Regions from separate parts of the Sus scrofa genome. Here all the other regions are linked to region 4. Evidence: chromatin contacts called from public Hi-C and promoter capture Hi-C data. All regions are on one chromosome and are shown on one strand. The core of a region is the stretch at or near the end of the contact, and the rest is flanking DNA. Distances in the headings are between cores, read along the strand shown.

Region 1 (6,530 bases), core at 1,310-3,809, 260 kb before region 4:
AGCATCTAGCATAGAATGTCCTGGTGGTCTTGCTCTCTTGGGTGGATGTAGGAAGCTGGTTAAGAGCACAGGATCTGGGTTGGTCAGAATGATGCTCTGCTACTTACTAGTTATGCGAGCTTGGACAAGTCATCCCACCTGTCTGGGCCAGTTTCTTCCTTGGCAAAATGATAACCTAGTCTTTTGGTTTGTTGTAAGGATGTGATGGAGCACTTTGGACAGTGGTGACCCAGGGAGAGTGTTCAATAAACATCCATTGGAACCTTGCTCTCTCCCTGGGGGTACCTCGATGATGCATCAACAGAGTGCTTTGTTCCAGTCAGCAGGAATGCTCTGGCCTCAAGTGGGGGGAGCTTTCAGCCTCTCCCAACTGCATCAAAACAAACTCCTTCTTGTCCAAAGGGACACTGCCACGACTGGCCACCAATCCCCGAGGTCTCCTTCCGGAGGTCACATGATATTCACAAGACCTTCTGCAGCCAGTGCTTGTCAGATGGGCAGAACCCAGCAGCGCTTCTTATTCTGAACCTTGGACTCTTGGACTTGAAGAACAAGATCTAGGTGACTGGGGAGCTAGAGATTTACTGGCTCTTTCATCACCCTTGCCTACCTGTGACCTTACATAACAGCAGATCACAGACTATGGTAGCATCAGCTTGGCTCTCCTGTCCACCAGTAACTCTTCTTTTTTCTTTTTTTTTTTTTTTTTTTTTTTTTTTTTTTTACGGCCATACCTGCAGCATAAGGAAGTTCCTGGGCCAGGGGTCGATTCAGAGCTGCAGCTGCCAGCCCACACCACAGCCATGGCAACACCGGATCCGAGCCACATCTGTGAACTACACTGCAGCTTGCAGTAACTCCAGAACCTTAATCCACAGAGTGAGGCCAGGGATCAAACCTACATCCTCGCAGACACTATGTCAGATTCTTAACCCAATGAGCCACAATGGGAGCTCCCACCAGTCACTCTTCTAAACTCTGCTTACGCTCTGCCCTCCATCAGAAATGCCACTCCTCCCACCAAGACCCTGAGACAAATACTGTTCATCTTTCTACCCCCAGCTCCTTGGAAACCTACCCCCCCAACCCCGTTTCTCGCTAAGGGTCTCCTCCACTCCTGCAGGGCTTTGCTCGGACACCCATCCTATTGTGGCTTTCACATCATGTCATGGTTAAGGGAGTCTGTGTCCATGTCCTCTCTTCCACTCAGTGTGTCTTGAGAGCAGAGCCAAGCTGTCCTTCCCTAGCATCCTCGGCACCTGCCACAATGCTCAGCACACAATAAGGAGACACCAACTGTTTGATGCCTAAATGAAGAAATGAACAAACAAAACATTAAAGCCACTGGGAAAATGTGGAGACATGTTTTCAAGATTCAGGGTGGCTCGGTCTCTCTCAGTGCCACAACAGGGACCCAGGTGGCTTTAAGGTGTGTGCTTGAAACCCCGCTCCTTCCAGATGGGGTCTTGGCCGTTGGAGCTTCTTTCTCCTGGATCGTCACTCTTGGTTGCCCAGGTCACCTGGGGCTAAAGCACTTCCAGCTCCGACCGGGAGAGTGCCCGCAGAATCTGTTAATGTAAATGATCTGTCATCTTGACCAGCAAGGTTAAAGCAAGGTACCTGTTAAAAGAAGAATATGAAGAGCCTTGGAGCAGCACGGAGAGTTCAAGTACAACTGTTTTATAGGAAAGGTCAAGTTCACCTTGTGTTGGGCACTTGGGCTAACGGTTAGCTATTAAAGGAGGCAGTGTCATAAATTCCACTGGCCTTTTACCTCCTGGATGTTCCCCACTTCCCACCCGCCTTGATTGGAAAGACTTTTCCAGGCTTCTGAGAACCTGGAGTCTACAATTTCTTTTTTGCCACAGAGCATACCCTGAGCTAGGGCTTTTTTTTTTTTTTTTTTTTTTTTTTCCTACCCAGTATTTCCTTCCCTTGTAAGGTTTACATCCAGAAAACAGTCTGGGTCCACCTGACACCCAACTTTTTTTTTAACATTTCCTATTTTGAAAGTATTTTTGTAAAAGTGACATGGTTGCAGTCTGCAGCTGGGCCAGAAGGGGGAGGCTGAATGAAGTGGATTCCAGCAGGTTTGCAAAAAAAAAGTACTTTAAGGGGTAGGGGTGGAGGGAGTATGGGGGAGAGGTGGCTGGTTAGAAATGCTGAGAGGAAAAGGGAGCGAAATCAAAATAATAATAATAAAATAATAATTGCAGCCATCATTTTAGTGAGCTGGATGCTTCACCTATGTAGGCGCATTTAATCCTCACAACAACCCCAGGAGGTAAGTATTAATAGCCCCATTTTTCAGATGAGGAAATCAAAATGCCAAAAAAGAAACCCTTCAAACTCTCAATTTGTACACTCATTTTAAGGCCGTTGGATTGCTGGGCTATAACCAAGTCATTTCATAAGTAAATACTGGTGGTTTGATTTTTTTTTAATTTTTTTTTTAATTTTTAATGTTCGCTCTTCCAGGCCCTGGGTCAGTAACCGAATATGTGGGAAGTCTTTAAAAATACCAATGAGAGCATTTGAAATAGCACAGCTGAAAACCACCACTCTTCACACTGAGCTTCATTCAGAGTTCAAGGTTGTACATTTTTCTCCCACACAAATTCAACAGAACAAGAAACCACAAGAATTGAGCGTTTTCCAAGTCTGAACAGGGGAATATGAACTTCAGAAGAAGGAAAAAAAAGGCAAGAGGAGAAATTTATTTGAAAGCGCTTCTCTAAAAAACTTTGCACCTCGGTTTCCTGGCTTCAAGGCCCTTGAATCCATCTAGATATTTAACAAATAGCAAATCACCAGTAGCATTCAATAAATATTCAACAACACGCGTATGCGGTCCATTTCCTGTTGGGGCTGCTACGTGTTAGAATGTTCCAGATGAATCACTTCTGCTTTAGCCTAAGTCTATACTATGACCAGCTCTGTATCTGCCCTTTCCATGACCTCTATCAATAGGGCCCACCAGGTGAAACTTTCTCAGAATGTACTAAACTCTAGGCCTTTTTCTGCCCATCGGTTCTCTGCTGCCAAACTGCAAATGCCCCCAAAGTGTGTCCTACAGAGATTTCCATATAATAAGGATTTATTAAGTGTTGTGGAGGCATAAAGCAATGAACTTCAGCAGACTGTCTAGCTCTCCATTTTGGGTTTCTTTTAGTGTGAGAGCTTGGGGTTTGAGAAGTGGAAGGGGGGAATAGGTTTTAGGTTTTTTTTTTTTTTTTTTTTTGCTTTTTATCCCTCATTATATTTCAATTGAATTTGTCAAGAGACCAAGAGTTTTATTTTCCCAACATGAATCACTTATGATCTAACAAATGAATTACGCTTCCCTCCTGTCCTACAGGGGGAGGGGGGGAGGTCAGCAGAGAATAGATGGGTTCAGAGAACCTCCTCTGGACCGTAGTGTCGCAGCCCCCATTGAAGAACTCAGGTTCAATGCCAAAATTGCCAGTTCAGGTTAGAATCACACTTAAATGTATCTTATTATACACAGAGGCACACAAATGCAATATGTCATCTTTAATGGTTCAGAACAAAGCCTAAAAAAATAGTGTCCTAGCACAGATGAATTTTATAACCTTTGATATATGGCTTTCATTATTAACAATAATTTCTGTAACTGCATCCAAATTCGGGAAGACACCCGATGAATATTAATTTTATTTTTGATTTATTTTCTGCTCCCGGTGGCTCCCTCTAGGGCTGACCTGCATTCCCAGAGTCCCTTCTGCCCTGAGACTCTACATGCTCCAGAGTGAAATTCTCATGGTCCTGGGGACAGCCTGGCTCCAGGCTGTACTTTGGGTTTGGCTGTTCTGCTGGAAAATGAGAATTTATTTTTTTATTCCCCTTTGCATTTTCTTACCTCTTTATATTTTACAAAGAGTTCCCTCTCCCACACCCTTTGTCATTATATTAAAATCTAATTGCAAGACAACTCTCTTCACCTAAGTCATCAACAAAGCCCAATTATTTCTAATGCATGCAGAAGGGGGAAAAAGTGCCAACAATAAAAAGGCAGGCAGTAACCTAAGCCTTTTTCACAGTCAGGCTTCAAGTTCACATGTGAATTTATGCCAGTTTTGACATTAGCCGAAAAAATTAACAGTTCTCAAAAATGAAACTCTCACAAAAGGGGTTTTGTGTTTCAAGCAGAATAAATTATAGTGTGATGTTATTAAAACACTTAGTTGTTAAGTTGCCAAGAAAATCCAGTATATTCACACAGACTCGAGGACCTGTCTCCATGCAAAGTAATTAAATTAGATTTATGGGCTGCATTACATCAGTGTTTGATAGTTCATTTTTCCTTTCTTCATATTTTGCCCTGCTTTATTAGAGCATGTGACAGATGGTAAAAATAGTGTGAAGTTTCTTGGCCCTGTGCTAAATCCCCTTTCGGTAGTATATCTCTCTTCTGTCAGTTCTCCCCAGTGATGATAAATTAACCTCTCTCTTTGTATCCCAAGTGTGGCAGTAAAGCTCTCTTTGACACAGCACCATCACTTTATCTTAATCTGTGCTGTTTCGAGGAGAGAGCGAGATGATGCAATCACCGCCAGGAGTTTAGAGAGAAGATTTATGGTGTCAGAAAAAGGGAGGATGATTAATATAATATGCATCATTATATTTTTCATTTGGTCTCATTTGTCGCCTTCTCGGTATCCAAGGCAAGGAGTTCGCCAGGGTGGGCCAAGCGCCGGCCGGACTTTCACCTCAGGTCTTCTTGAGAGGGCTGAGCCTGGGAGCCGGCAGGTGGAGGGCTGCTGGTCCCTCTGGCCACACAGTCTCCTCCAGGCCTCCATCAAAGGCAGTGGGTTTTCCCTTTGAGTGACTGGCTTCCTGTTTCTCCCAAAGGGAGGCAGTGGCCATGACGAATGTAAATAAGGTTTTGGGTGATACTATTTGAGGTGGATCAGGTCGAAGGGTACCCTGAGACTAAACAAGAGTTGGGGTCACACTGCCCCTAAGAGATGCTGCTGGCAGAACCAGAAAAGGCAGTGCCATATGGGAGGAGTTCCTGTCATGGCTCAGTGATGAGCAAAACTGGCTTTATTCATTCAGCTCAATAAAGAGTTTATTGGCATGGCCACGTGACTGGCACTGACTCAGACACTGATGGGTGCAGAGATGCTGAGAGCATATCCCCACCCTCAGGAAGCTCATGTTCTAGATGGTGGGCAGCCATTGGCCAAAAGGCCGTGAGAATCACTTCCTCCTGGGTCCTGCCAGCACTGAGGGTGCTGGGGAGGGGTCCTGGACCCCACTGGAGGATGGTCCCCAAGTCAAGGGAAGCAGTAGCATTGCAGATGAGATGAGTGTCATGAGAGGAGAATTGGGGGAAATACCATTTGAAGTAGGAGGGAATCCCGGTATGTCTCCCCCTCCAGTATGATGGAGCCTCTTTATCAAGTGAGTGATCACAACTTAGCTCCTCTGCTTTCAAAATCTGGATTTCTCAGTATTGGCGGAAAGAGAGGTAAACCTCTGGAATCCCAGACAACTGAAATAGTTTCACCTGGTTTCCCGTGAAAGCCTGGAAGAACCAAATGGCAGGCAGTCTGTGTTAATCAGTCTTCCTCACTTCGTCAATCAATTCTTTCCTCCTCTTCTAGGGCCGTCCCACCCCCACCCGCCCCCAGGAGGAGCACCCAATGCTCTGTTTCCCCTGCACTTGGTGAGCTCCCTACCCCATCATAATTGATTGGACCAGAGCTAGACTGCTCTGGTTCTCTCTCTCCTGGGAATTTGGAATTGAGCCGGAATAGCAGCCAGTAGGCCAGAAGGGAATTAGAGAAACCAGGAGGCTGAGGGCAGCAATAACCTGCCACCAGGATGGAAATGAGAGGCACAGTAAGACCCTCCTGGGTGCTGGTATGATTTTCATGCACCCCTTGAGTCCCTCGGTCCCATGAGACTTCCTGGTATCCTAAAAACAAACCCCCCTTTTCTTTAAAAAAAAAATGTATAAGGTGGTTGAGCACCGTTAGGGGAGTTGACGCAGAAGAGTGACAAACTCAAAGCTCCCTTTTATGTAAAGTATAAACAAGTGGGGTATCCTACAATTAAATCACTATAATTTTAGAGTCAACTTTCTAACCAGCTAAGCTAACAATGAAATGGGATGCCTTTCAAAGTAATGAACCCTCCATTATTCAAGCAAAGGCTGAATTTCAAGCCACAGAAAGGAAGCCTTGTGTAGACTAGAATATAAGATGCTTGGGGGCATTTTCCTAATATATTAAAAGAGGAGAAAATGCCAGCATTAGTCGACAGGAGGAGAAAGAAAGAAACTACAAAGGTACAAAATGTGTTACCCCAATGGGTCTCTTTCTTAAGGAGAAAAACATGTAAGGAAATATTAAAAAAAAAATAAGAAGAAGAAAGAGGGAGAAGTAAAATTATAAGGGTAAAAATTCATCCTAAAACATGTTAATATGTCCAAGTTCAAACTATGGTGAACTGGATTCTTTCTGTTTCCCGTTCCATGAGACTCCCTTGTATAGTTAAAATAA
Region 2 (7,165 bases), core at 82-2,581, 500 kb before region 4:
GTTTTCTGTCTACTTTGGTTTGCCTTGGGTTGGAAACCAGCCAGAATCACCCCACCCCAAGTGCTCCATAATATCAGAGCTAGAGATTTTAAAGGTAAGAAGTGCCCTGGGGGCAAAGCTGAGTGGATTGGGTGTTCTCATCACTTTTGTGATGATGCGTATCATTTAACCTTCCTTACCTCACTTTTATATGTGAAGACTGAAGAGTTTCAAATAGACTATGTTATGGCTAAAGGCTAGGATTCGGTTGTGTACCAGGAAGGCGTGTCATGAAAAATATCAAGGATTCTTGGGAAAAGACACAGGGTTCTCACAGAGCTTTGTAAACAAAAACAAAAAAAATTTCACGGCTGCAGGCACTAAGATGGTTTCAGGATTATTACAAAGATAGCCAGGAAGGACTTACAAATTTGACAGGAGCAGGTAAATCTTACAGGAATCTTTGCTAATAAAATTCTGTCTCCCTTGGGGAGTAAAGCAACAACCCAAGAATCGCAGCTCCCATGGCCTGACACAGTGCACCCCGCATATGACAGCTCTCCTCACCTCCCCATGAGTGTGCAGTGTTTCCCAGGACAGGTGAATACGTGATCCTCTCACTGGCTAAATGGAGCTGTGTGTCCCTCTCTCCTCCTTTCTGCTCAGCTCACTTCCAGTCACCCCTACCATCCCCATCAGCACAGCCTACATTTTCCAGTTTAGGTTCATGAGCCTCTGATGACAGAATGCGGAGATGTGGCCCTGTTTGAAGACTAGCCTTGCCAGCCCCGCCAGGCTCTCTGTCCTCACCAGCCTGATGAGGAAGTTAAAAACGGGGCCATTTCTGTATCCTCTTCTCAAACTGCCATTTCCTCAGCCATTGTGAACTCTACTGAAAAGAAAAAAAAAAAGGCAAATAAAAGAGGCAGCTAATCAGAAAGAGGAGATTTATGAGATTGGCGCCTGCAGAGGGGCCCCTCCTCCTTCCATAGAAGCATCGCCCTTCCCTGGGCTGTGCCCTGACAGAGCCAGAGCTGAACTCCACATTCCAGAGGGGGCGCTCCCGTCACCGCTCCGGCTCTTCCCAGACCCTCCCTTCCCCTCCCGTCCCCTCCCGTCGTGGTTTCCAAGGAGCTACCCCTCTCGGTAAATTAAGCCCTCCAAGCCTCCCACTCTTGGAGGCCATGTGTTGAGCCCCACGAGCTGACTTGTGGCATTTATTAGCGCAAGAGGAAAAGTGCTTGCCTCATCAGAGAAAGCAGCTGGAGACAGAAGGCTTTTCAAAGGCGCAGAACTGACCTCCAGCTCAGCTGCTGGATGCCTGGGTATTGCAAACTCAGATGATCTTCTCTCTCCCTCTCCCTCTGTGTGTGTGTGTGTCTCTCCGTCTCTCTCTCCAGCCTCCACCCACTCCTTTTAGTAGACTCCTGACCTTGCAAGGCCTGAAACCTTCCTCCCCCCACAATCCATCTCCCTACATTGTGTCTCTCTGGTGAACTCATGCTGGGAGATTAATTGCCGCTATCACCCCTAATCCATCACACTTCCCAAAGATTGTTTTGACATCTAGTTAATTTTTGGCTGATGATTTATCAAATTCTTATTACCGTGCTCTGAAGGGGCTCATTTATTGTGTTGATTCATGGTAATGATAAAGAGGAAGCATTTTGAATTTTAACTACATTTCCCTCATGCTTCTACCGGTGTAGTTAAAAAAAAAAAAAAAAAAAAAGAAAAAAGAAAAAAGAAAAGGAAAAAAAAAGAAAGAAAAAGAAAAAAGAAAAAAGGGGGGAGGGGACTGTAGCAAGGAAACTCCGAAACAATTCAAAACATGCAAGAAAAAGGAAAGGGGGGGAAAAATCTTCCATTATGTGAGCAAAAGCCAAAAGTCTGCAAAAGGTTTTATAGATATATACACACACATATAATATATATAATACATACATATATACACACACATGGAGTATTTTAGCATCCGGGCCTGAACTGCTTTTGGAAAGCTCACACCCCTTAAGACTCTTAAACATTTATTGCCCTGTAATATTACCTAAGTGTCTCCTACCATTTTATTCAAATAGAACTTAATGGTAAATGATTTGAGTCTTGTACCAGTGGAAATGTAAAATGAGGGTCTTGGCCAGGCCAGATGGCCAGCCACCTTTTCAAAGTGCTGAGAGTCTTTTCTTTGCCACTCAGGTCACTCCCCAGACCTTCCAAAGGAATCATTTGCTACTCAGCTTTATTTAATAAGCCCAGATGATGGGAAGGGGCCTGTGTTTCCATGCTTTCTTCAGAATCAGAGGAGCTGGTGTCTCGGGGGTGGGGCAGGAGAGCCCCAAGGGAAAGGCATGGGGGATGGAGAGGCAGTTCATCCAGGCAGAAAGGCTAGGGAAGGCCCTGCAGTCACCTGATGGACAGGCTCAAGAGAGGGTACTTTCATAACAGAGGAACAGAACTTCTGACCCAAGAAAGGGAAGAAACGTGATGGAACGACTGTAAGAGGTCTTTCCAGCGGGAATCTTCAACAGGAAGGCTCCCGTGAAAAGATGTCCTTCACGGACTTTCTGGATAGACGACAGGCCCGTTTTGTTGTCCTTGGCACCAAGACTGTTCCAGCGGATGCCCATCCCACTTTCTCCACTTGCCTTCCAACCCCTGCCCTGAATCCCCCCGCCCACTTTCCTTCTTTAAGTCTCGCAAAACCCAGCTCATCCCTGGAGGAAGTCAGGTTCACCCTGAAATCTTTAATACCACTCTTGGTGTGGCCGGCCCGTGAAAACACGTGCAAGAGTTTTGTAGGTGAAGTGATTTGGTCCTTAGGTGGTGAAGAGGAGAGAAGGAAATATCAGATACCCCCTGCCCCTCCCTTAAAAATCAATTGATGGTTTTCTCTCATTTTCTCTTTTTTGGGAAATTTAACAAAATTATTTTTCTTAAAAGTAGGAAGAGGGACGGGGGAGGGGCAAGATAGGGATAAGATTTAAAATACTATATATATATAAAATATATATACCATATATATATAAAATCCCACAAATGTACTTCAGTCGGTTTTGGACTTTCAATTTAGTTTCACTGATCTACATCTGCTTGTCTGTCTGTCTGTCTCTCTCAGTTTTTACTATTTTAATTTTTATATTGCAATTTATTATGTGCAAGAACAAGCAACCTCTCATATCTTCTCTATCAAAATATCTTTGGTTTCTTCTCCATATTCTCTGAATGAACTTTGCTACCACTCTTAAACGTTTCCCAATTTCTATTGAAATTTCATTGTAACTACACTCAGTTATAAATTAATATTCTCTCTAACACCTGGGGACACCTCATGGGTCCTTATTAATTAAAGTCATCTTTTATGTTTCAGAACAACTATGAAATTTTCTTCATGTAGCTGCTGCAAATTTTCTCATTGGTTATTTTCCAGAAATTGAATAATCTTCTGATGCTATGTGAATGGAATTTTTACTCATATATTATCCAATAGACTGTTTTAGTACAGAGGAAAACTATGGAATAAGTCTAGCAAGGCTTGTATATTTACTTTGTAACCAGCCATCTTGTTACACACTCTTTAATGCTAACAGTTTTGCAAATCCATCTTACAGATTTTCCAGGTTATCAAGACTATGCCCTGTAAATTACATCAAAGTTTTCCTTCTCCTTCCCAATATTTAAGCTCCTTATTCACTTGTCCTATTTCTGGGACTCTCAAAATACGATTAAGTTATACTGCTGATAGCCAGTATATTTCATTTGTCCTAGACTTAAATGGAAATGTCTATAGCATTTTATTATTTAAACATATTTATGGCTTTTTATTTAGTATACCTGTCATTCATCATGTTAAAGTATTTTTATACTTCAAGCATAGTAAGAATTGTTTGTAATTAATTAGAAATGGAAATTAAATTTTATAAAATCTTTTGGGGCATCTATCAATTTAACATTACAGTTTTGCTTGGCTATTGGTATGGTGAATATTATTTTAAAGTGGATTAATGCTAAAGCATCTTTGTGTGTGTGTGTGTGTGTTTTTGTCTTTTTAGGGCCAGGTGTGGCATATGGAGGTTCACAGGCTAGGAGTCGAATCAGAGCTGTAGCTACCGGCCTACACCACAGCTATAGCAACATGGGATCCTTAGCCCACCAAGTGAGGCCAGGGATTGAACCCTCGTCCTCATGAATACTACTCAGGTTCGTTACCGCTGAGCCACAAAGGGCACTCCAATACTAAAGCATCTTTGCATCTCTGGAATAATCCTTTCCTGGTCATCCATAATCATCCTTTGGTATTTGATTGGATACAATTTGCTAATATTTTAAGAATTTTTTCATTCATACTCAAAAGCAGGATTGACCTATAGTTTCACACTTAAAGTATTAATTGTCATGTTTTGGGTTCATTATTACGACAACAAGTCAACTGAGAAATTTTCCATCTTTTCCTATACTCTGAAATGGCTTAAATAGCCTAAGAAGTATTTTCTCCTTGAATGTTTTCCCATAGAATATTTTGGGAAGATAATGTTTCATCTTTCAAATGCTCTATACTTATTGGTTACTTCTTAAATAGTCTGTAATTGTAGATTCTCCTTGCTTTTTATTTTGTGCTATGCAAAAGTTATTTTTCTTTTTCCTGCTAATGTCCAAGTGATGGATTGTTTATGGATGTACTTTTATTAGAATTTTTTATTTCTGCATCATGATCAGACAGTTGGGCCTGTAAAATTTCTAGTCTTTGAAATTTATTGAAGATTTCTTTGTAGCCAAGAGTGGGATTAATTTTCATAAACATAGCATGGATGTTTCAAAAGAAGATGTATTTCTATTTGGAGAGTACATGGTTCTGTATATATTAAGAGACCTGATATATGTTTCATCAGATCCAATGTCATTATTTACTTAAACTTTGTTGAACTTACATGCTGAGTTGGAGACAACACTGTTCCTGGTCTCTTGCACTGCTATATGTTTTTCCTATTTATTTTTAATCTTATAGATGATTTTCATAGAATTCTGGGAGATAGAATTAGACATTCATAATCACATTTTACCCAGAAGTCCCCAGAGAAGTCTTTCCAAAATGCAAATGTCATAACTCTTTTTCCCTAAAACTTTTTTTTATTTAAAATTTTTTTTTTAATTTTGCTTTTTTAGGGCTGCACCTGCAGCATATAGAAGTTCCCAGGCTAGGGGGTCAAATCAGAGCTGCAGCTGCCGGCCTATGCCACAGCCACAGCAACGCCAGATCCTTAACCCATTGAGCAGGGTCAGGGATCAAACCCACATCCTTGTGGATACTAGTCAAGTTCATTACCACTGAGCCACAACTGGAACTCCATAAAAACTTTAAAATATTCCATTTCTACTTCCCACGTGCTATCTCTTCCCTTGTTGTCCTTGGGATAAAGCGCAAACCTCTTAAAATGGCCAAGAGAACCCTTCAAGGTATGGACCTTGATTGCCACTTCCTCCTTTTTTTGAATTAATTTTTTTTTTCCTTTATGGCTGAACCTGAGGCATATGGAAGCTCCAGGCTAGGGTCAAATTTGAGCTGCAGCTGCCAACCTCTACCACAGCCACAGCAACACTGCATCCAAGCCATGTCTTCGACCTATGTCACAGCTTGTGGCAAGGCTGGATCCTTAACCCACTGAGCAAGGCCAGGGATTCAACCCACATCCTCACAAAGTCAGGTCCTTAACCTTCTGAGCCACGATGGGAACTCCCTTCTTCTTTCTTACTACTCTTCACATGTGACTCAGTCCATCGGTCATGGAAAAACTGTTGCTATTCCACTTTCCTTTCTTCCTTATTGAAGGGTTTTTACACCAGAACTCATTCCCTACCCTCTGCTTTCACCCACAGCAATGCCGGATCCTTAACCTACTAGGCAAGACCAGGGATTGAACCCACATTCTTATGGATGCTAGTCAGATTCATTAACCACTGAGCCATGACGGGAACTCTAGATTCTGCTTATCCTTGAGGACTCAACTTAAATACCACTTCCCACACCAGGACAGTGGGATCAAGCTGCTCTAAATCCCTCTGCATTCCAGCTCACCCCTTGCTGCTGAATTTAGTATTTATCTCCTTGTGCCATAATGGCCTCCAGTTCTAATTTGTTGAGAGCTCTGGGCCCAGAGATCAGGTGACCTGTTTGGCAGTGCTTAGGTTTTAGCTGTGCCTCCTACGCAATCAATACCACACACACTGTGGGCAGGGTGAGAGGTGCTAGATTACCTCTGGTCTCACTGTTCCTGAGTCTGTGCTGAGTACCAGACACAGGGCAGAACAGAGCTTTCAGGCTGAACTCTCTGTACAAGCAACAATCATAATGGATATTTTACAATTATTTAATAGTCTTTAAAAAACCAACCATTTAGGAGTTCCCATCGTGGCTCGGTGGAAACGAATCTGACTAGAAACCATGAGGCTACAGGTTTGATCCCTGTCCTTGCGAAGTGGGTTAAGGATCTGGTGTTACTGTTACTGTTACTGTGGCTGTGGTGTAGGCTGGCGGCTACAACTCTAATTCAACCCCTAGCCTGGGAGCCTCCATTTGCCACAGGTGCTGCCCTAAAAAGATCAAAAAAGAAAAAGAAAAACAAACAAACAAAAACAACCATTTAAAAGTCCATTAAGGCAGTTCCTGTTGTAGCTCAGCGAGTTAACCCAACTAGAATCCATGAGGATATAGGTTCAATCCCTGGCCTTGCACAGCGGGTTAAGGATCCAGCATTGCCATGAGTTGTGGTGTAGATCAAAGATGTGGCTCAGATTCCGCATTGCTTGGTTGTGGTGCAGGCTGGTGGCAGTGGCTCCAATTAGACCCCTAGCCTGGGAAACTCCATATGCAGACAGTGCAGCCCTAAAAAGTAAAAAGCAAAGAAAAAAAAAAGATGTGGTACATATATACAATGGAATATTACTCAGCCATAAAAAAGAACCAAATATTGGCATTTGAAGCAACACAGATGGACCTTGAGATTATCATACTGAGGGAAGTTAGTCAGTGAGAGACAAACATCATATGATATCACTTATATATGCAATCTTTAAAAGGGATACTAATGAACTGATTTGCAGAACAGAAACAGACTCACAAACTTGGAAAAACGTATGGTTACCAAAGGATACAGGTGGCAGGAAGGGACGGGTGGGCTGGGGGTTTGGGATG
Region 3 (6,830 bases), core at 1,365-3,864, 410 kb before region 4:
AGCAGCCCCCAGCTCTGGCCCCAGCCACCACTAGCTCCCCCACCTTTGTTCCTCCTGGGGGACCCCTGGGAGTTAGAACTGTAAGGAGCTCCGGTGTGGGAGGGGCTTCCTGCAGCTGGGGGATCTGTCGGGGGAAGAGGAAGAAAGAGAAGAAAAACCGCCCCCTCTGAAAGCTTTCCAATCACTCCAGCCACCACCATCTCTAATTCTTTTCTTAAAGTATAAAATCATTCTTCCACTGATCTCACTCGTGGTCAGAGCTCAGTACAGGCCCATCCGTCACAGGGCTGATTTGGTTCAGCAGGTGTTGGCTGGGCAATCGCTCATTTCAGGCTAATCTGCTAGCGGCTGTCAGGGGTTATGGAGTATTTATTGAGTTTGTGTCAGGTCTGGATGACCAATAGCCAACAGCCGGTGGATACGCACTGACATTGATGATATTGCTGAATTAAACGAGGTGATGTATACTCAACTTGCTTAGAGCCAGGAACGGACCCTGGGATCATTTTCTAACCTGATGCGGACAATCCCTGGGTTTTCCTTCGCAAAGAAAACATCGCACACAGGGCATTTCTGTTTCAAAGAAGAAAATAGAATACATGGTCCCCAACAAACATAGTCATGTCTGTGTGTCAATGAACAAGAGCATTTCCTGGGGAGACTGGAGGCAGCAAACAAGATCCAGACGTTTGGCAAACAGCCCTTCCACTCACCGCCGGGGCCCATCGGATTCACAGCATTTAGATGTTAGGCCTCACCAGGAGGAGGCACTCAGTGGTGACCCAAGACTGTGAACATAAATCCAGTCAATATCTGCCTTTGGTGGCAGCAAGATGTCACAGACAAGAGCACTGGGGTTGAGTCAGACAGCAGATGGGATGGTGACTCCATCCGAGGCCAGCATGAGGTCAAGAAAGCACCTGGAGACCATTTCTTGTTCTCTCCTTTCTTCTCCTCAAACCAGCCCTCTCCTCCAAAACCTCACTAAACTCCAAAGCCGGTGATAAAGACTCCCACCTACATATAGTCCCTCAGTCAGGGTCACAAAACTCACAGGTCCACCACGTTCAAATACGTAGAAATCAACATAAAGGCGCCCACCTGGCCCACCTCCAAAAGGACGCTATAAGTACATCATCCCACTCTCAGTCCCATGGCCAAGGCCAAGTCTCCAACACACTCACAGGGAGTAGCAGGGGTGCTGTTCTGTACTGGGAATGGGCTGCCAGCAGGATGTGTTGGTGAGGTTGAGGCCCTGCAGCTGTGGTGCCGAGCAGCTTATCTGAGTGGCCTAGATCCCAGGGTCTCCTTCTAGAAAAGGCCTGCCTGGGGGTCATTCACTTTCAAGTTCTCTCTTGTCCTCAAGGTCTAATTTGGAAGAGTCTCCTTTCTAACCCCACCACTTGGTCCTTTAACAGAAGTGCTATCTCCTGGGATGTGCCAGTGTGTGGTGCCTGCCTCTTGGATGGGGAATCAGCAGGGGGAGCCTTTCCAAAGGGCCGAGGTGGAGAGGGAATCAGTATTCAGTGTTCTGTTTTCCATGCCTAGCAGTAGCTTTTTTTGTTTTTTGTTTTTTAGGGCCGAACCTGTGGCATATGAAAATTCCCAGGGTTGAATCAGAGCTGCATCTGTGACCTACACCACAGCCACAGCAATGCCAGATCCTTAACCCACTGAGAGGGGCCAGGGACTGAACCTGCATCCTCATGGATACTAGTCAGGTTCACTTCTGCTCAGCCACAACAGGAACCCCTAGCTTTCATTCTTGAATACCTACTTTGGGCCTGGCACCAGAAGGATGCTTTATTTGTACAAATAAAGAAATTGAGGCTTCAAGATCTGAAGGGAGCTGACAAGTCATGTACTTCTGGAAGGAAATGCAGCCAGGATTCGACCCTCACCTAGGCTGTCTCTGCTGGCTGTACACCACCCACTGCACTGCCGCACCCAAGACGGGGGATCACACAGATCGGTGAGTCCTGACTGCCTCACTTCTGCCCCAGGCTTTTTGGAGAAGAGTTAAGGAGTATAATGTTGTGTTTTACACATCCCCTCCCTCCCTCTCTGACACCTCTCCCCTGCCCATCTGCCCCTCACCATAGGAAAGGAGAGAATCAAACACAGGCAGTAAAGGAGGAAAGGAAGGACAGGGCCCCGGATAATCATCCCCAAGTAATCAATGATCAGCTCAACAAATAGATCGTGTACATATTAATCTACTGCATATTAATAGAAGTGGCAGACGCATAGTGTATATAAATGTATATATATATATGTATATGTGTGTATATATATATATATGCAAACTCCCTAGACTGCTAGGTGCTCCTGGCAAGTGGGTGACAAGCTCTGTGATGCTTCCCCGTGATGGAAATTGAATTTAGGTTACAGAACATCATCTGGCCCAATTGCCACTGAATTATTCCACACAAAATATCAGAGTTAATTTTTGGGCCTGTCAGCCCGGTTGATGAGTCGGGCGGCTGTCAGCCCTGCTGCTCCCGCCTCCAGTGCCAGAGAAGAGTCTGAAAGTCACGCAGTCCAAACAGCGACCTTGGCGGGGGAAAGGGGTGAGATTACCAGGATGATGAAATGCCAAGGCAAAGGTTCCGGAGTCCGGATTTGAATACCTGTTTACATGGAGGATAACAGAGAGCCACCCACGGACTACGAGGTTGTAACTCACTCCACAGAGTGCTGTGGACACCATAAAACACGACGGCCCTGCTCTGGATGTCTGTGGCCTGGCAGCCAGGCCCGGGGAGTGATTTAAGGCCCCGGATCCATTCAGAGACTATCTAATCTATTGTCTTTTATTACAGGCTCTGCTCTGCCTCTCTCCCACTCTCATAACCTTTTTTTTTTTTCCTCCAAGAAGCATAACCTCCCTTAAAGGAATGCTGCTCAGAAGGTGCTCATCTGATTCAAAGATAGTGAGGGTCCTTTATACCACACACACACACACACACACACACACACACACACACACACACAAATCTGGAGTTCCTGCTGTGGCTCAGTGGGTTAAGGATTTGATTGCAGGAGTTTCCATTGTGGCTAAGTGGGTTAAGAACCCAGCTAGTATCCGTGAAGAAGTGAGTTCAGTCCTTGGGCTGCCTTGCTCAGTGGGTTAAGGATGTGGCTTTTAGGTTGCAGCTGTGGCTCAGATTCAGTCCCTGGCCTGGGAACTTCCATATGCCAAGGGTGCAGCCATAAAATTAATACAAAAAAACCTGCAATGCCACAGTAACTAATACATTATTATTACATAGTATGTGTTATCCATATATTTTTATATATTTTATTTATAAATATGTATATACATACATATGTGTGTGTGTGTGTGTGTGTGTGTATTTCTTTTCCCTTCAGATAAGCTGAGCCCTGCATTCTCTCTTGGCATCCCAATGGCAGCTCTTTCCCCATTTCCATCTTCAACTCCTTCTCCCCCACTTCCTCTCACCAAAAGCCAGTAGGGCCACCCACTCCTTTGCCTCTCTTCTGACTAATTGTCTCGGGCCATCTGATGTTGAAATAATCCATAATTGCTTAATCTATCCGCGTCTGTGTGGCAAGAAACGGAAAAGCACTTTAGAAAGATCAATCATCTAAAATCATCGAGCAGCAGATTGGAAGCAGGGTCGCCGCCTGCTCCCAGCTGAGAAAATGATGGTGGTGAGAGATAAAGGCTTGGCGAGGAAGCTTCTCTGTCTCCATAGCTTTTTGATTCCCAGATAGATTACCAGGAGCACTAACTGCTCTCCGTTTGTGCTAAACAAAGATAATAGCCTTGGAAGTCACAGTCACATAAATGATACGACAATCAAATAAACCACCCCCTGCCCTGGGTCTCCCGCCAGCACTAGCAGGCTAATAGATGAGGCAGCGTGGTGGGGGCAGCGAGGGAAGGGAGGAAGGGGAACATCTTTGCCACTGGACCTTGATCATCAGAGACCAAGTGGAAAAGAGAAGTCTGAGTTCCTAAACAGCTGAGAAAAAAAACGTAAAAGCCTCCCTCTAACCTCTATAAATAAGAGAGATTCGGGCTGGAGAAAGCTTGGTGGAGTAGGGTCAGATCTTTCATAGGAATCAAATTAGTAGCCAGTCACCTAGCATCATAGCACATCAGGTGCATCAGGTTATGCATCTCAGCCTGGAATCCATGTCCTTCACCCTGTCCTTCACCCTCCTTGGAGTCAGAGTTTAGGGGCTGCTTTTTCTGATGCTGCTACTGTAGCCACACCTCCTTCCCAGAGCCCTGGCCTTTCTGCAAACCTGCCCCTAATGGCCCCTGATGCTGCCCTTCCCTAGCAGAGGAAAGGCAGACAAGGCAGGCACTGTCAGGATGAGAGGGAAGAATCAGCAGGCTAGGTCTCCTCTCACTCTTCCCTGCTGCTGGCATGACCAAGATTATCAGAGATGCAGCCTCAGGCACAGGGACCTGGGAGAGATTCCCAGAGGGTGAGGAACTCCCAGAAGTGGAGATGCAAGTGCAGCTTCCTCCAGAAGTCACCAGAACCACACAGTGTAGATGTCCGGCAAAGCTATAAAGTCTGAGGCTTAAAACACAAACCCAATCCTACATGGACCACTTATTTGCTATGTGAGTCAGGTAGCCTCTCTCAGCCTCAATCTTAAGGGTACTCCATCACAACGCTGGTATTTTGTTTAATTTTAATTCCTTTAATTCTTTTTAGGGTGCACCTGTGGCATATGGAGGTTCCCAGGCTAGGGGTCGAATTGGAGCTGCAGCTGTAGGCCTATACCACAGCCATAGCAACTCCGTATCCAAGCCGCATCCTGTGACCTACACCCCAGCTCATGGCAATGTCAGATCGGTAACTCCCTGAGCAAGGCTAAGGATCAAACCCCCATCCTCAAGGACACTGGTTGGGTTTGTTACTACTGAGTCACAGCAGGAACTCCTGACCTGATATTTTAAATAATGAACAATTGATGGGCAAGTCCGTAAGTTGAAACCGCTGTAATTAAATTACCATATCCCTAGAAGAGCCCTATAGGGCAAATATGATTCTTCTTTCCAAATTACAGATGAGAACACCGAGGTGGGGAAATTGTCTGTAACTTGTCCGAGGACACACAGGTTTGCTTTGATGTTATAATAAATGCCAGCCGCTACTTCTCTCATCGAGGAAGACTGACCTGCTCTGGACTGAAACATCACACATGTACTTCTGTCAGTTGCTGCTCAAACCACACAAAGCAATGCAGTCCTTTCGGGAGCAGCCTCGGCCATTCCTGGGGTTCAGAGCCACAGGCCAGGAGGGGCACAGTTGGAGCCCAGCTGGTTTGTACTGAACATGTCTGCTGTCCTCTCTCTGAAGTAGCAGAACTCCAACTTCAATGGTTCCCAAGCCCAGCACCCCATGTGGCTGGAATATGCTTGCCGCAGCCAGAGGCCGTGTCTCAAGGAGAATGTGGGAATTCCTGCAAAACTGATGGAATGATGGAGTGATGTAAGATGCAGACCCCACCCCCTTCCCAGAGGGAACAGGGACTCCTTGTAGCGAAGAAGTGTCCACATGCATTCACAGAGGACTCCCCACTCCCCCTGAGGGAGGGAAGGGCATCAAAGGAAATGGTAGAACCTTCTAGAATCTCATGTTGGGACCAAAAGGCAGCAAACTCTCTCCCCAGGACCCCAGCACCAGGAAGAATCTGAGCAAAGAACTCATGTCATCAGTTTACTGTGTCCATCCTGTCTTTGAGCACCTCATTCCCTGACCATCATGCACCCCCGCCCACACAGTGCTGTCCTGCTGGAATATAAACCCAACAAACCCAGGATGCAGTCAGACTCAGGGCACCTTGACTGCAGGGCTGGAGGGCTCTCTACCCAGCAGCTTTCTGAAATTGCCCTTCTCTCATGAAACCCGTAAGTAAAGGTGAGGCAGGACTTGAGTTCTCTGGGTCTACCATGGGTGCCAGCCCAACACCTAACAGGTACTCAATAAATAGGTTCGGGGTGAAACCAATGAATGCCTGGCCTTTAAAGAAAGCAGTAAGGAAACAGGCTGGGGGGAGAGATGACACCAAGATGGGACTTCAGAAAGGAGAGATCATATTCTGGGAGGGGCCCAAACTGACCACTGCCAGCACATATGTTCAAGGGCCCCAGGCTGGTATTGGAAAAACATGTGAGCGGTGTTGCGAGCAGATAACTGAGAGTTTCAGCACTGAGGCGACACATCTTGGGAAAAGACATAGAGACACATAGGGAGAGAAGCCTGAGGGGTGGGTAATCAGGTGGGTAATCAGGAGGAGTTAGTTTTCAAAATCTGGGAAAATACGGCAAGGTGGGAAGAAGGCTGTGGCACTGATTCCCATGCTCCACTTGTCTCCAGCCAACGAATAGAATGATAACCAAAGAAAAATTGTCTCGGGAGTCACAAGAACTCTTGACAAGTTGCCCAAAGTCACAGGGCAGGAAGAAATCCTCACTTCCTCTCTCTCCAGAAATTCCATCTCACCTGGTTTGATCTTTGGTTAGAAACCAATGAAGTAACTTCCCTGAAAAGAAGACTAGTTCTTGCCTTTCAATCCTATCAAAGTCACCATTATTTGCTCAGGCTGGCCACAGAACTGTTAAATTTCAAGTACAGATAGAATTATGGCAGCAATGGAAATAGCAAAATATTTAGGATTTATGCTAACGAAGACCAGGCAAGATCTTATAGAGAAGAACTTAAAATTCTCTTCAAGGAGATAAAGGATTATTGCGGGAGGGGGGAATGAGAAAATGGAGAGGTGTACCATCTTTTGCAGATAAAGTGATATAACATTATGAAAATGCCAATTTTAAACAAATG
Region 4 (7,161 bases), core at 3,262-5,761:
TCCAACAGCGCTTGGCTCTCACTGTTGACTGCTGTGATGATGGCTTAAACATCCAGCCAGGCAATAAGAATACAAAGAGGATGAGGCTGATACTTAAGCCTTCCCAGTCCAGCAGGAGAATGGACAAGTCAATAAATAACGGCAGATGCCCCGTGAGGAGTATAATAATAGAACATAATCGGAGCCATGAGAAAACAGGAGAGGGGGCTGCTGGAGTGGGCTTCCCCCGTGGCTGGCTGGTCCTTCTTGCTTTGCCAGTTTGCTCCCACTGTTCCTTGACCCCTCTGGCCTTCTTGTGCCCCTGGGGCTGCGTCAGAAGCTGGAGATGGGTAGACAGAGGAAGGGCTCCGGGTGCCCTGAATGCAGTGCGCTAAACCAGGGCTCCCAGCCAAGGCTGTAATTGCCAGCCGCTGAAAGATATTAAGCGCCCGGGGAGCAAAACCAAGTCCTCGATGAGGCAGACTTTTCAGAGTTCTTACAGCTTGTGTTAAAAAAAAAAAAAATGTAAATAGTTACCCAGTGAGATATTATTTCATGTTGTTGCCATTAGGGTTTGAGTGTTATGCAGAGAGGCGATCGTTCAGGCAATTCCGCCTTGGCGCGGACTGAAAACTCCGCATTAACCCCGCACAGCAAAATCTGCCATCTCTTCTCCCAACCTGACTCAGGCATTTTTGGGGTTTTGTTTTGTTTTGTTTTGTTTTTTTCCCCCTGGGAAGTGAGTTTTATGTAAATTGAAGTCGTGGAAAATACCTATAAATATTCAGAATTTCCTCAAGGATTTTCTTGATGGCTTCTAAGAGGCTTTTTTTTTTTTTTTTAAGGTGCATTTGGCTGGAAGCTGGGGGAGAAAGAGCTCTGATTTGGTAGGATTCTGGGGTGGCTTGGGTGTTCTGGTGGCTTCCCTGGTGGTGGGAGCCTCTGCCGGATATAGGTGTGCAGCTGGAATGTTCTCCAGAGCAATGGCCCCACAGAGGCAAATGATGCTGTTGAACACAGCCCTCATTTACCTGAGACTTTCTTGGTGCCCAGCACTAGATGTGTGACATGCATTTTCTGTTTGGGGCTCCCTGACTCTGAGGTGGCCACTCTCAGGTTTTATACATGAGGAAACCCAAGTTTCCAGAGGTTTTCCTGCCCGGGACCCACCACGGCATTGTGGCTCAGAGGCCTGGCTCACTGAGACCTGACTCCAAGTGAGAGCTCTGCTGCTCACTGGTCACTTGCCTTTGGGTAAGTGACTAACTAACCTCTCCAGCTGTAAATGGAAAAGATAACAACAGTAACTAAAACTTATCAAGAGCCTGACACACCAGGTTGTAATTCCTGACCACATTGGCAGGGGGAGTCCTCACACAGTGCTGGCCCCTGTCCTGTGGTCCTGGTGCCATCCCTCCCAGGGCAACCTAGGAAGGGCCTGGAGAGAAGGGGAAAAGGCCCCTTAGCCACAGAACTGCAACTTTTTTGCAAGGGGGTGGCTTGTGTCCTGTACGACAGTGTCTTTGCATGGCCTTCTCAACCACACCCCATTACCCTCAATAAAGTCAACCCAAGTAAAAACTTAGCCTGATTCTCTTGCAGGTGACAAGCCATCCTTTGGACACAGTCCTTGCTTTAGGTCACTAGAGCCCCACTTAGGACTATGCAGGGGTCAGCATTTCAGCTAAGTGGATGTCAAGTACTGGTTGTAGGGAGTTCCTGTCGTGGCTCAGCAGTAATCCACCTGACTAGTATCCATGAGGATGCAGGTTTGATCCCTGGCCTTGCTCAGTGGGTTAAGGATCTGGTGTTGCCTTGAGCTGTGGTGCAGGTCACAGATGGTTCTCAGATTCTGTGTTACTGCAGCTGTGGCGTAAGTAGGCAGCTGCAGCTCTGATTCGACCCCTAGCCTGTGAACTTCCATATGCCTCAGGTTTGGCTATAAAAAAGGGGGGGGGACTGGTTGTAATAACCATCTAGTGTCTCTTAATTAGGCCTCTGGCCTGGCTAAGTATGGTTTTCCATTTTCCCACCTAAGGTGACTGGATGGGTCCAGCCAAAGGGGCCCTGCTGCCCTCACCAGCACCCCAAAGGGAAGGGTGGCTCTACTCCCTTGCTAGCACTTTCCGGGAAGGGGCAGCAGGCCTGGTCTCCACCTCAGTGCTGTTTGACACCTCCTCTTCCTAGTGATCAGCTGTGAGCTAAGGGAGTGAGGATTTCTAAGGACAACATGTGACTACCTGAGCTGACTCCTCACCCTCCATCCTGAGCCTGGCCTTCCCATCCCCACCTCCTCCTTCCTCCCTTCCTTTCGTTCATTCCTAGGCCTCTTCTTCTCTTTTCCTCTCCAAATAGAGAGTAAATATTTTATCACCCTCCATTCTTCACCCCATTCCTGCTGCCTCCTGCCCCTCTAGTCCTTCCAAACTCCTAAATGCCTTTGTCTGTCTCCTCTCCCCTTTGTACCCAACTGATTCTCCATTAATCACTCCCAACACACATCTGCTTGGGCCCTAGCAGGAGTTCTTGGCTGGCACTCACAGCTGAGCTGGTTACAATCATCAAGAAGGGGTCTTTCATCTCTTCCTGTCTCCAAGGGTGCCCCTCTTCCCAGTTCCTCCTCTAAATGCCTACAAAGGCCCACCCTCTTCCATTCTCACTTCCTCTCTCTGCAGAGCAGTCTCCCAAAGGCCAAATGACCTCTAAGACTGAAGCAGCCCTGCAATGGACATTTAAAATTGGTGTTGGCAGTGGCAGGGACGTTAGAGTACTCAGAAGCTGGCACGAGAAGAGATGGGGGTGGGGAATAAGGACAACCACAATGAAATAAGTGGGCCCCCCCTCCTTCTGGTACCCCTCTTGCTGCAATATGGAATACATCACCCAGTCAGGACATCCCCTGGCATTCATTGTAACCTAATTTTACCAGGATGAAAGTTAGGGTAGGGAAAGCCTGTGTAATTTTTTAGAGGTCTATGCATACTGTCTAAAAAACAGACGCATCCAGGGAGTACATTCAGTTGAGCGTATGACGGATAGGGCCTGGGAGTGGTGCCTGCTGCCTCCTTTACGGAACATGATAAAGGTTCGTGATTGCTATTTGTTATTTCCATGACAGTTGTTTCATTCTGTTGGAAGGACCCCTTTGAAATCATCTATCCCCGTCTTGGTTCTCATGTGATCGCAGGGCGTTGATCAACGAGCAGCAGAGTCAGGGACGGGTAGTCCTGGAGCAATATGCCCCGAGTGACAGGCCTGACAATCGGAGTGATGGATTCGAGCTGGGAAAGTGGTACTCCAAGCGAGGCAGTGACACCAGCGCGCCTCCACTGGTCGCTGAGAGCACGGCGAAGTGGTCTCCCCGGAGGCCAGAGCACAAAGACCCAGGTTCACCTTCTGATCCGCAGGCAGGGAACCTTAATGATGTCGAGATTAGGTCTATGTAAAATCTCTGCCCGGTGCGAGGCTGGCAATGCAAACTTTATTAGAAAGGCACCAGGGGAAGGAGGTGGAGTAGAGGAGAATACTGTTATTTTTAATACAAAGTTTTTAACTCCGAAATTTCCCTGGGAAATTTACCCCCTCCCCAGCCCCGAGAGAAGAAAACATGTGGGGGACGCATCTCTAGAGTTTGTATCCGGGTGCAGCACTTAGATTCCCCCAACCCCCAAATAGCAGCAAGGCTCTGTGCCGTGAGAGAATTTTATGCCTCTAAGCAGGACATTGTAAGAAACCTGAAAACACACTCAAAAACATCGAACCTATAAATCTGTGCGCCGGCGGCGCGCACAACCTAGGGAACAGCGCCTTATCGCAATCATTTCACCCCCTAAGGGAGTCCTCAAACTTGCAGGCTTCGGACAGGACTGGCTCAAAGTTATTGGAGCGCTTTACCCCGCATCCCGAGAACCGCTGCTGCCTCCGGGTCTCGAGCGCTTCCAAATGAGCCCACCCGGGAGAAGCCAATTAGGGGAAGAGAGCTGGACCGGAGCGGAGCCGGAGCTGAGCCTGAGCAGAGCCTGAGCAGGGCCGCAGCAGAGCTGGGTTCCCGAGGCACGGCCCGCCCCCAGGCCGCCTCGGGGAGAGGCTTGGACCTGACTGTAAGAGAGCCAACGCCGGGAGCTCCTACCCCACCCCCACCCCAGTCCACCCCACCCCAAACACACACGGCCTGAGGGTGACTGCCCCCGCCAGCACCAACTCCCCGCGGTGCGAAGGGAGAGAGAACAGAGCGATAGGGAAGCTAGCGAAAGACAGGGCGCAGACCTTGGGGTCACGGAGAAGTCCCCTGCTCTCCGGGACCCCAGGGTAGGGGTGGCCCAGTTGGGGGGAGGGGAGGAGTGCGGAGAGTGGTAAAGGCCGAGGCGGGAGAGGCGCGCGCAGGCGAGGCCCCTTTAAGGCTCTCCCCGCCCACCGGCGGCGCCGGCCTCCGCCCGCCGCTCTCCCCGCCCCGGGGTCCCGGCGAGAGCTGCGATTGGGCGGCCGCGGCGATCCCTTTGAAGTGTGGCTGCCGATCGCGGCTATTTGACGTGCGGCTCGCGGAAGGCGAAGGTTTTTGTGTTGCTCGCCGGGAATAGCGGCGGCGGCGGCGGCTGCAGCGGCGGCGGTGGCGTCGGTGGAGGAGGGGTGGAGGCGCAGCGGCTGCTGCACCGCGCTTGGCGCTGCGGAGCGAGCCCACCCGCCGCGGGAGCTCGCCTCCCCGGTGCTCCCCCTCCCTCCCCGCCCCCCCAGTGGCGCTGCCTCCTCCAAATGAGCGATTCGCCCGCTGGATCTAACCCAAGGACACCCGAAAGCAGCGGCAGCGGTAGCGGCGGAGGCGGGAAGAGGCCGGCGGTGCCGGCGGCGGTGTCTCTCTTGCCCCCGGCGGACCCCCTGCGCCAGGCAAACCGGCTCCCCATCAGGGTCCTGAAGATGCTGAGCGCGCACACCGGCCACCTCCTGCATCCGGAGTACCTGCAGCCGCTGTCCTCCACTCCCGTCAGCCCCATTGAGGTCAGTCGACTGGTCGCTGCCAGTCCAGCGCCGGCCCCATTCCGCCCACCACTGCCGGGCCCACGGCCCTGCTCCCTGCGCCCTGGGGCTCGGTGCGACGCTCAGGTCCGGCCACACTGGCGGACGGTGTGAGAAGGGACGGAGAACAGAGGGATCAGAGCCCACACGGTTCTCCCTGGGCTTTTCCGGAAAGGTTCCCCTTCCACACTCGCCTTTCGGAGCTACATGTTTTCTCCCGGATTGGGTTTGCTCTTGGAGTCTCCACTGGGTCTTTTACTTTTCCTCGCCACCCAGTTTCCAGGCCGGAGAAGATCTCTCCTGGGCCTCTCCCGCCCACCTCTCTCTACCCGGGTTTGTTCTCTTTGAAGCCGGATCGGCCCGGTCCTGCTCCGCCTCTGTCCCATCCGGTTAGAGCGCACTACGCCCCGGCACTCCCGATCCCAGGTCTTTCTTCCTCCCACTTCCCTGGGTGCCCTCCCCGGGAGGGAGGGGCTACCAAGAGAGCGCCAACGGCAGCCCTAGCTTCAGAACGCGCTTTTCCCGGCTTCTACCCCGCGGCGCCACCGCCTGAAACCCGTCCTAAGCGAAGTTACCCAAACTGAAGCAATAAGTTTTTCCCTGGGCATAGACTAGGGGGAGATTCGAGGGCAGGGGGCGAGTTACAGGCCCTCCCTCAGCCCTGACTCCAGAGAAGTCACCTTTGGTAGACTACTTCCACTGCTCTTTTCCCGGGACCGGTGGCGCACTCCGGGGACACCGAGAGCGAGGGATCTCACCGGCCGGCAGGGTTAGCGCAGTTCCGCCCAGCAGCCCCGCCCTCGCTCTCCAGACCCTGTCCCCAAGGTCTTCTCGCCTCGTCCGCCGCCTCGTCGGCTCCCCTCGCCCCCCCCCCCAGCTTCCCAGGCACCCCACTTGTTCACTCTCCCGAGCGGTTTCTCGTCTCACCCCCCTTCTCCCTCCCCTTGCCGCTGTCTCCCACAGCTGGACGCCAAGAAGAGTCCTTTGGCGTTGCTGGCCCAGACTTGCTCGCAGATCGGCAAGCCGGACCCGCCGCCCTCGTCTAAGCTCAACTCGGTAGCGGCGGCCAACGGGCTGGGAGCAGAGAAGGACCCCAGCCGCTCCGCCTCCGGCGCCGCCTCCGCTTCTGCGGCTCTCAAGCAGCTGGGGGACTCCCCGGCCGAGGACAAGTCCAGCTTCAAGCCCTACTCCAAGGGCTCCGGAGGCGGCGACTCCCGCAAAGACAGCGGCTCCTCCTCCGTGTCCTCCACCTCCTCCTCCTCCTCCTTGTCCCCAGGAGACAAGGCGGGCTTCAGGGTCCCAAGCGCCGCCTGCACGCCCTTCCCCCCGCATGGAGCGCCGGTCTCCGCGTCCTCGTCCTCATCCTCCCCTGGTGGCTCTCGGGGCGGCTCCCCGCACCACTCTGACTGCAAGAACGGCGGCGCAGGCGGCAGCGGGGAGCTGGACAAGAAAGACCAGGAGCCCAAGCCCAGCCCGGAGCCTGCGGCCGTGAGCCGCGGCAACGGTGGGGAGCCGGGCGGGCACAGCGGCAGCGGCACGGAGGCCGGGGCCTCCGGGCGCAAGTCGGAGCCGCCCTCCGCGTTGGTGGGGGCCGGCCACGTGGCGCCGGTGTCGCCCTATAAGCCGGGCCACTCGGTGTTCCCGCTGCCACCCTCCAGCATCGGCTACCACGGCTCCATCGTGGGCGCCTACGCCGGCTACCCGTCTCAGTTCGTGCCTGGCCTGGATCCCAGCAAGTCCGGCCTCGTGGGAGGCCAGCTATCGGGGGGCCTGGGCCTGCCGCCGGGCAAGCCCCCCAGCTCCAGCCCGCTCACCGGGGCCTCCCCGCCCTCCTTCCTACAGGGATTATGCCGAGACCCCTACTGCCTGGGAGGCTACCACGGCGCCTCACACCTTGGAGGCTCCAGCTGCTCCACCTGCAGCGCACACGACCCGGCCGGGCCCGGTCTTAAAGCTGGGGGCTATCCGTTGGTGTACCCCGGGCACCCGCTACAGCCCGCCGCGCTCTCGTCCAGCGCCGCCCAGGCTGCGCTCCCCGGCCACCCGCTCTACACCTACGGCTTCATGCTGCAGAACGAACCGCTGCCGCACAGCTGCAACTGGGTGGCGGCCAGCGGGCCGTGCGACAAGCGCTTCGCCACCTCGGAGGAGCTGCTCAGCCACCTACGGACC

The links. Promoter capture Hi-C pulls out the DNA fragments that hold promoters and counts their contacts. A called contact is a pair of places that touch in the nucleus more often than the background predicts.
Region 1: a Hi-C map of embryonic fibroblasts shows a contact between it and region 4, with 4 times the contacts expected there. The contact joins the enhancer-like site here to the promoter of ZNF703 in region 4. A contact is called at or near these places in 11 of 47 Hi-C or Micro-C datasets (brain, embryonic fibroblasts, fetal skeletal muscle and 5 more) and 2 of 2 datasets of contacts at active chromatin or transcription factors (alveolar macrophages and skeletal muscle).
Region 2: a Hi-C map of omental adipose tissue shows a contact between it and region 4, with 1.8 times the contacts expected there. The contact joins the enhancer-like site here to the promoter of ZNF703 in region 4. A contact is called at or near these places in 16 of 47 Hi-C or Micro-C datasets (alveolar macrophages, blood, embryonic fibroblasts and 10 more) and 2 of 2 datasets of contacts at active chromatin or transcription factors (alveolar macrophages and skeletal muscle).
Region 3: a promoter capture Hi-C map of liver shows a contact between it and region 4, with 4 times the contacts expected there. The contact joins the enhancer-like site here to the promoter of ZNF703 in region 4. A contact is called at or near these places in 1 of 5 promoter capture datasets (liver), 4 of 47 Hi-C or Micro-C datasets (epiblast stem cells, fetal skeletal muscle, liver and 1 more) and 2 of 2 datasets of contacts at active chromatin or transcription factors (alveolar macrophages and skeletal muscle).

Annotation. Positions count from the first base shown.
Region 1 is chr15:48,955,505-48,962,034 of Sscrofa11.1, reverse strand. LOC110257028 (a long non-coding RNA gene) reads right to left here. Exons shown (of 2, transcript XR_002339184.1): 2 at 1,410-1,620. Among named protein-coding and RNA genes, the nearest start is that of ZNF703, 260 kb to the right of the region's middle. Within about 2 kb of position 2,559, at least 3 of the 83 cell types and tissues checked have an H3K27ac peak or open chromatin away from gene starts, as enhancers often do. A contact at or near this core is called in embryonic fibroblasts, where this site is marked.
Region 2 is chr15:49,185,962-49,193,126 of Sscrofa11.1, reverse strand. No RefSeq gene overlaps it. Among named protein-coding and RNA genes, the nearest start is that of KCNU1, 250 kb to the left of the region's middle. Within about 2 kb of position 1,331, at least 25 of the 83 cell types and tissues checked have an H3K27ac peak or open chromatin away from gene starts, as enhancers often do. A contact at or near this core is called in epiblast stem cells, omental adipose tissue and subcutaneous adipose tissue, where this site is marked.
Region 3 is chr15:49,099,070-49,105,899 of Sscrofa11.1, reverse strand. No RefSeq gene overlaps it. Among named protein-coding and RNA genes, the nearest start is that of KCNU1, 340 kb to the left of the region's middle. Within about 2 kb of position 2,614, at least 3 of the 83 cell types and tissues checked have an H3K27ac peak or open chromatin away from gene starts, as enhancers often do. A contact at or near this core is called in liver, where this site is marked.
Region 4 is chr15:48,693,989-48,701,149 of Sscrofa11.1, reverse strand. ZNF703 (zinc finger protein 703) reads left to right here and starts at 4,511. Exons shown (of 2, transcript XM_003133370.5): 1 at 4,511-4,971; 2 at 5,953-7,161. The coding sequence starts at 4,729. It overlaps LOC110256999 (a long non-coding RNA gene), which reads right to left and starts at 4,377. Exons shown (of 2, transcript XR_002339108.1): 1 at 4,246-4,377; 2 at 2,469-3,458.